2 separate regions of the Gossypium hirsutum genome follow, and region 1 is linked to region 2. Evidence: chromatin contacts called from public Hi-C data. All regions are on one chromosome and are shown on one strand. The core of a region is the stretch at or near the end of the contact, and the rest is flanking DNA. Distances in the headings are between cores, read along the strand shown. Region 1 holds the start of LOC107950649 (nitrate regulatory gene2 protein). Region 2 has its middle 33 kb from the start of LOC107952205.

Region 1 (4,184 bases), core at 1,440-3,939, 98 kb before region 2:
ATGAAAATTTTTAAGATTTACTAAAAATTAAAAAATTAAAAAGTTTAATATTTTTTTAAAAATTTTATAAATCATGTTTACTAGAACTTGAACATGAGATCATTGTCTCTTGAAATAAAATTATTCTTTATTATTTAAATAATTTGAAAAAAAAACCTTGTCCAAATTTATGACATAAAAAAAGTCTACAAAATATAAGTTTCGACTGATTGAATTATAAAACAATTATTTTGGGTGATATTCTTCCAAGAGACAACGATCCTATGCTCAAGCTCTAATAAATGTGATAATGAAATTTTAAAAATATTAAAATTTCTAATATATCTTTTAAAATTTTTAGCAAATTTAAGTTTTTTTATATTTTTATAATTTTTTTGTAAATTTATAAATTTTCTATTTTTAATAATTTTTGTAATTTTTAAAATATTTTTTTGTATTTTTTTTTGTAATTTTAAAGGTTTTTTTTTGGATGATGGTGTAACAGTGACGCCATTGTATGACATGTGGCAACATATGATTGAGTGACTGAATTTTTTAACGTCTAAATGATTGAACTGGGAATGTCTAGTAACGTTAGAGATTAAATTGGGCCAAAAAAATTTTAAGAACTAAAGCGAAAAACTAATATAATTTAAGGACTAAAGTGTACATTAAACCAAAAATATATATAGTATTTGTTCAACTACGTATAGTATATGTGACATTGCGTTTTAAAAATATGTTAAATTAAAAAAAAATACTCGAGATAAAAAATAAGTAAATGACTTTTTTAGTACCTTTCAATTTCGAAATTGAGTAAATTAATCCCTAACAAAAAACCTTAGAGTAATTTAATCTTTGTCTTTCAAAAGTGAGTAACTAAAGGGAATTAATCATAGTGTTAATGGCTTCCGTTAATTGTACATAATTTTGATTAATATATTAACAAATTTAGCGTTTAATGTTTACATATTTTATAATTTTAGCATTAATTCTAAAAAATTTAAAAAATTCGGCCTCAACATTTATGCATTTACATAAATATTACAGTATAAATTTGTTAATTTAGGATTAAATTGACAGAAATGTATAAATTTTAAGGGTTAAATTTATTATCATAACAATCAAATTCATTTACAATTGATGAAAAATGTTAACAATGAGATTAATTATCTTTAATTGCTCATTTTTAAAATTATTTTTGAGATATCAATTTATTCAAATTTGCAATTAAAAGGATCGGGAGTAGAGGTGTGCATGGGCTGGGCCGTGCTCACTGAAAATTTTAGGCCCATTTTCTAGGCCCGGGCTCGGCCCAGCTCGAAATATGGGCCTAAAAATTTGTCCAAATCCGGCCCGAAATAAAATTATTAAGCCCGAGCCCGGCCCGGCCCGGCCCGACCCATATTAAATTTTTTTAACTTATTTCATTAAATAAAAAATTTTAAAATATATTAAATAATCAAATACATTTAAAACAAATATTAAAACAAAAATCAAATAAAAATATATTAAAATAATTTTTAAAACAATACACAAATTGAAAATATAATAAAAATTAATTATATTAAAATTAAAAATAAAATATAAATATGATTAAAAATAAAAAATATATATATTTAGTATATAATTTGGGCAGGGCCGGGGCCAAAAATTTTACCCGAGCCTAGCCTATTTTCTAAATAGGCCTCGTTTTTTTGCCCAAACCTATATTTCGAGTCTATATTTTTACTCGAACCCTCTCATTTTTCGAGTGGACTTTCGGGCCAGGCCGGGTAGCCTGACCCATGCACACCTCTAATCGGGAGAGTTCATTTTATAAAAAAAATTAAATATATATAAGAAAATAAAACAAAAATCTCAAAAATTGTCCTTTGTGCGAAAAACAAGACCTAGGCAAAGCAGTCTTTTAGGCTCAAGGTTTAGGGTTATCCCAAGACCAAAACGGCATCCATCTTTAACCTGCACTCAAAGGGCAACAAATTTTTTATTAATAATCAAGACACCCCCACCCTAAAAAACAACAAAATTTTTTAATCCTCTCTCTTTTCTTTAACTGTTTGTGGATAATCAATGTCTACCCTTTAATTATGCCCTTATCTTTCCAACCGCCCCCACTGTAACCCACAATGTGAAAACAAAAAGCAGCCTTCTGCAACCGCAAACACCAACTTATTTAATTAACCAACCTATTTTTACATATAATTAATTACTAAATCTCCCTCCTTCCACTCATTTAAAATACCCCAATCCAACTCTAATTTTTTTAATAAAATACTTCTAGTATTAAAATAAAATTTAATTCTATTCATAGTAATTTTTTAGACAATTTCTTAAAAATACACAAATTATTAAATTAGACTATTTTTTCAAAAATTACGAGATTAAAGTTTTTAACTGATTTATAAAAAAATGCTTCTAATTGTCTCCAATATTTTTTTTTTAATTTTTTTTGGTGCCATAGATTCATAATGTATTTACAATTTATTCTTAAATAATGTAATATTGTTTTTTTTTAACTAACAGCTGCTACACTTAATCTAATAAATTTTTTTTTAAAAAGGGCTCTTTTTCAAAAATTTACTCAATTTTTTATCCCACCAAAATACTAGCATTTGATTTGATTTATGAATTTTTGGATTTTTTTTAAAGCCCTAGAAGACCCCGCCACAATACCAAAAAGGAAAAAGTTCAAATACCCCATCAGCTATTATTACCTTGCACTTCAGTTCCTTTCATTATTCAGTTGTTAACAAAGCTTAAACCGGGCGCCCCTGCTACACTACGCGCCACCGTCTGCTCAGCATTTATTTGCTGATTTTTTTTTCTTTTTTCATGTTTGACCAAATAGTGTGTTAGGATGGGTTGTACGGCGTCAAAGCTAGACAATGAAGAGATCGTAAGGCGGTGCAAGGACCGGCGACGCTTGATGAAGGAAGCCGTTCATGCTCGACATCACCTAGCCTCGGCTCACGCCGACTACTGCCGCTCTCTTCGTGTAACCGGCTCGGCTCTCGCCTCCTTCGCGGCCGGTGAGCCTATTTCCGTCTCCGACGAAACCCCTGCCGTTCTTCTCCACCCTCCCAACCCATCTCCTCCACCATCTAATCCCACCACTCTACGTGTCCCTCCATCTCCCTCCCCTTCCCTGCACCCTCCCCCTCCTCCTTTCTTTCCTTCCCCTTCCCCTTCTCCGACTATAGCTAGCTCGAAACTCCCTCACATACTCTCCGGTTCTAGTGTCTCATCTCCGGTACCCGCACCCAATCGTCGTCGGCCACGTAAGATACCCCCGAAACTCCCTCACATTTTGTCCGAATCGAGCCTTTCTTCTTCTCCTCGAAGCTCGAAATCTGGGTTTTCCAACCACTTTTTCCCTACAGCTTATCCAGCTAATTCCACGTACTCAGCCACTCCTTCCCAAGCTTCTTCCGTTTGGAACTGGGAAAATTTTTACCCTCCCTCACCACCAGACTCCGAATTCTTTGACCAAAAAGTACAACAACGAAAGCAACCTCATCATTTAGATTCTAACTACCCTGAAGATACGGAAGATACCGAAACGGAAAAATCAGAATATGATTTCTTCCGTCCACAAAAGCTGAACCACCGTTACAACATCAGTTCCGGTAATGCCAAGAGTAATTTTGACGAGGAAACGGAAAGGGAAGAAGTGCTTTGCAGCGAATGGGGGGACCATGATCATGATCGTTTTACTACAACGAGTTCATCGGATGAAGAGGGATATGATGACGTGGCATCCAGATCCGAGATCGGGACCCGCAACAGTTTCCGGTCTTCGAGGAGAGGGGAGTCGGAGAAGTTGCATCATCTTCGTCAGACTCCTCCGCCGGTAGAACCGCAGCCACGGCAGCAGATGTATGGAGCAGCCGCAGGCAATAAAATGGATGATAAGTCGGAGGATGCAAGATTGTCTGCGGGCGGTTATGGAACGGGCGCTATGATGGATATGACGATGGTTGTCAGGCATAAGGATTTGAAAGAGATCGTCGATGCGATCAAAGAGAATTTCGATAAGGCTGCCGCCGCCGGAGATCAAGTTTCCGAGATGCTTGAGATCAGTAGAGCTCAGCTAGATAAAAGTTTCAGGCAGTTGAAAAGTAAGCCTCGGATATGGAAATTTAAGCTTATTTTAGTTACAGTTCAAATTGATGTCATCTTGTTTACTTAAATTTATAATTTAT
Region 2 (4,451 bases), core at 1,164-3,663:
AAATTATTCCATTATCCCCGTAAAATGTCTTACCAAAATTTTCCCCTAAGACATTTTTCAAATTGATAAGGCCCTATTCACTGTAACATGTCATACTCGACCCAAACATCGGGTCAAAGCACTGGGATGTTACGTTCTCTACCACATTATTTACTTATCAAATATTTTCTTATAAACTTTCATAAGTTTTCATTTTAGTCCATTTTTGTCATAAAAGTTCAATATTCACTAATTAATCATACCAAATCAATTTTCTTTCTTGTTACATTTTAATCACATAATTTATCTTAATATTTTGTTTCACATATAGAATTTCTATGTATTTCACTTCTATTATTTCATCAACATATTTTCTCAGGTTTAACAGTTTAGTCTTTGTTACCATAAAAGTTCCATATTTTTTCATAATTTTACTTTTACAATTCTTTATGCATATTTCATCATCACATAACACATTCATTAAACTTCACCGTAATTTTCTTATTCACATAATTAATTGTTTCACAATTAAACTTTTGTACAATTTTCAATTTAGTCCCTATTGACATGTAATTTATTTTTCACCATATAAGCACTTTAATCAAATAATTCATTATAATATCTTATTTCACATGACAAATTTTCATGGATATCATTTCTTTTGTTTCAATTATAAATTTCACAAAGTTTACAATTTAATTCTTAACACCATGAAGATTCATTATTTATTATAATTTCACCTTAACATCATTTTTTAATCAATTCACTACTTATCATAATCTCAAATGTATGTTTGTTTCATTGAAAATAACTTTTATGAAATATTTTCAGGAAATTTGTCAAATGATAAAAAAATATTCTACACAAATTCATCCAAACACCAGAAATATTAGCTTTTCTAGAAAAATAAATCATTTTTCAGAAATCATTTTCCAGAAGTCATTTTTAGTGAAACAAACGGAGCCTTAATTTAATTATTCAATTGATTCACAATTTTAATTTAGTTATTTATTATAGGGTAAACTACACCCCAAGTACTAAGCTATTAGCAAGTTTATGTTTTGGTCACTTAACTTCAAAATATTACAAAATGATCACTAAACTATTCAAAAGTTTTCATTTAAGTCACTGAACTATTTGAAAGTTTTTATTTAAGTCACTGAACTGTTAAGTATTAAGTTCAGTTAGTGAGCTCTAAGTGACAATTCGATGATCGATACAATGTATTGATACTCATCTACGAATAGAAAAACATACTTTAGATCCAAGTCAATCTAATGGCCAGTGTTAGAGATCGGAGAAGAAAGTTGTTTGGCTTTCGGTTTGCAAAATTCATAACATTTAAAGTTGTTTCATGAAAAAAATGACCATAGAAGAGAAGAGAAATAAGAACTTTCGATTGGTGCAAACGATGCAAATTGAGAAGACCATACAATAGAGATTTTAACAATCTAGTGACTCAAATGAAAACTTTTGAATAGTTCAGTAACTATTTTGTAACTTTTTGAAGTTAAATTATGAAAACGTAAACTTATTAATAATTTAGTGACTTTGAGTATAATTTACCCTTTATTGTTTTTAGATGTAACGACAAATTTTAGTACTTGTATATATATAATTAATGTCTTACAATTTAGAGTGAAGTAATTTTTAAAATAAATCATATATTAATATGAAATTTTAAATCCCAGTGAGACTTTTGTTGTGTTTGAGATTTTAACGTGCGAGTTCAACTTAAATTATTATGTGTTTAAATTTTAATATTTTTCTATTCAATAAACTCTAAATTTAATTTTCAATCCATCCTAACATGTTTTTATTTGTTATTATAATTATAAATCTTCAAATTATATATGAATGAAGTTTCATTTAATGTATAATTTTATATAATAAATTTTAATTTTATGTAATTTTATATATATAATTTTAATTGATCTAATTTTTACGTATTATTAATACAACTATTAATATAATATCATTTCATGTTTATATATTGTATATACAAATAATTATATTTATTTAATATAATAATATTTTAATGTATTTATTTATTTATTTATTTAGATATGTATAATTAAATTAAAATAAAATTTTATGTATATATTTGAATATAATTAAAATTTTAAGAGTACAAGAAATCAAAATGCTTAAATTATATATTAAATTAAAGTTTACTGATTTTTCGGTTAATTATATAATCATAAAAACTTCTTAAAAAAGGAAATTTTAAATTAAGAGAATTGGTTACAAAGCACCAACTGAAATCGCAACAAGTGGAATTCTGTTAGCTCCGCCCTGAATAGAGGGAGAAAAATGATAAAAGAAAAAGCTCGACGGACTGTTTTGACTTCCGCACGTGGAAAGGGACCACCCAGGGAATCGACGGTTCGCGCGTAAATATTGTCAACGTCTCTCCTTGAAGGCTTGGCGCCGCACTGAAATTGACTGCAAAACTGCGCTGTTGTTTGCTTCTACTTTCCACCAACTACGCTTCCACCCCCCCCAAAAAAAAAAGCACGAAAACTTAGATCTCCGCCGTTGCTCTTTGGTTCTTTCCGTTTGATATGGAAGTGGCGTCCGCCGCCGCAGAGAGGATAGACCTGCCGAGGCCGCCCTTGGATCCTTCTCTTTCTCAACGAGCTTCCAATGTCGTTTCCGATTCTTCAACTTCGCCGAATGGTTCGTCTACCACCAGCACTCCCGATCGTTATGATCCTTCCAATTCTTCGCCTAATCCTAGTTACAGAGAAGTTGACATTCAGGTTCCTTTTCCTATCACACTCTAGTAACTTAATTCGTTTCTCTGCTCCTTTTACAACAGCTAGGGAAAAGGCGAGAATATAGGTTTGGCTTCTGTTTTGATTTTAAGTTTGCTATGCGTATGGTTGAAACAAATTACCCTTATATTGGTATAATTACTTTCAACTTTCTATTATTAGGAATAGGTTGAAGCTATTCTGTTTTCATGGTTAAGTTCGTAAATTAGTTCCTGAAAGTTTTGCAAGGACTTGGTATTTATGTAGCTAAGGACCATCTCGATTAGTACTACAAAGTTGTAAGCTATCGGCATTTTAAGTTCCATCAATCTTGTCGCATGGTATAGCACCCTGTAAACCAGCAGTAAGTTTAGTGCCGTGGGAATTATATGAAAGCCAGAAATTGTTGCCGAATTCATGTATATATAATGCAAGCAAGGGACGAATAAGGGAGAGATCATCTGGATGGTAACAAAATAAGAAAGCTGCTTTTGTAACAAGCACAATTCAAAATAAACGGGGAATATTGTTTGATTGGTGTTCTAGAAATGAGAAATATTATTTATAAATATTTTGATCTAACAAGAGATTGAAAAGAGGATGGTCTATAAGAAGTTCTAGTTAATGCATAGGGAATAAAACATGGACTGATTATAGTAAGTAGGTATGACGACTTAATATTCTGTTCCGTTTCAAAAATGAGCAAACCAAAAATGCATTGAAGAAAAGGTTATATGTGTATTTTGCTTTTGTTGAATTTAAAACTTCTAGCATTTATGACTAACTGTGATGCTTTTAAATTTCAGTCTCCAGCAGCATTGAGGAGTGAAGAATATCGCCAACTGTTTAGGCTTCCTCCTGAGGAGGTGAATGCCTTTGCTGTGTTGTAATCACTAGCTGTTAGCAACTCTCTACTTGTTCCTTTGTATTCCTTTTGACATTCTTTGGCTTGTATATGCAAGAATTGTTTCTCATGATTGATGCGCGAGAGATACAGCCAGTTTGTATTTAAGAAGTTTTGGGGTCTTAAACATTCATGTGGAACACACAGCAAACATTTGTTTGTTTTTGGTGAGAGATTTGAAAAGGCTTGTTTGTGCTTTTTCTTCTATTTTTATTCTAAATAATATCTCATCTTTGAACTTTTAAAACACTTTCCCTTTGAAGTTTAAAAGGAGTGTTTTTCATCTTTAGTCTATTCATTATTATTTATCAACAGGGCGTCTACTCAGATTGTCTCCTTTTTGTTTGACATTCTTTGTCCTGTACATGAATTTCTTTATTGATGTGAAAGAGATAATGGCAGATTGCATTTAAGCAATGCCAGACATCTAAATATTTATGTAGCATCATTGCAGTATCTAATCTTTTATGTTACATTTGGGCCACAGACTGCAAAAAGCATATTTGAAAATTTTCTCACCATCTTACATTTTAGACTTCCAAGTTCTAATGGCCTTGTATTTTAAACATTTAGTTTTGCCATGTGCTGCAGTTCCTTGTTCAAGATTTCAACTGTGCATTCCAGGAGAGTATTCTTCTTCAGGTAATCCAACTTAGATGACTTATTTACCATGTTGATAGCAATTTTTTTTGCCAGTCTACCTTACCTTCCTTTTGTCTTTCTGTGAGTTTCTTTTTTCACAAAGGGGTGGGGTTATATTTTATTTACTTTGAATATTTGGTGGTTTTAGGTCGAATTATATTCCTATCTCT

Evidence for each region. A called contact is a pair of places that touch in the nucleus more often than the background predicts.
Region 1: a contact with region 2 is called in a Hi-C map of leaf, with 4 times the contacts expected there. The contact joins the promoter of LOC107950649 here to the enhancer-like site in region 2. A contact is called at or near these places in 9 of 34 Hi-C or Micro-C datasets (callus, fibers, hypocotyl and 1 more).

What each region holds. Positions count from the first base shown.
Region 1 is chrA08:9,235,709-9,239,892 of Gossypium_hirsutum_v2.1, reverse strand. LOC107950649 (nitrate regulatory gene2 protein) reads left to right here and starts at 2,689. Exons shown (of 4, transcript XM_041075821.1): 1 at 2,689-4,100. The coding sequence starts at 2,840.
Region 2 is chrA08:9,137,588-9,142,038 of Gossypium_hirsutum_v2.1, reverse strand. It overlaps the pseudogene LOC107951432. Among protein-coding and RNA genes, the nearest start is that of LOC107952205, 33 kb to the right of the region's middle. Within about 2 kb of position 2,413, at least 6 of the 9 cell types and tissues checked have an H3K27ac peak or open chromatin away from gene starts, as enhancers often do. A contact at or near this core is called in fibers and leaf, where this site is marked.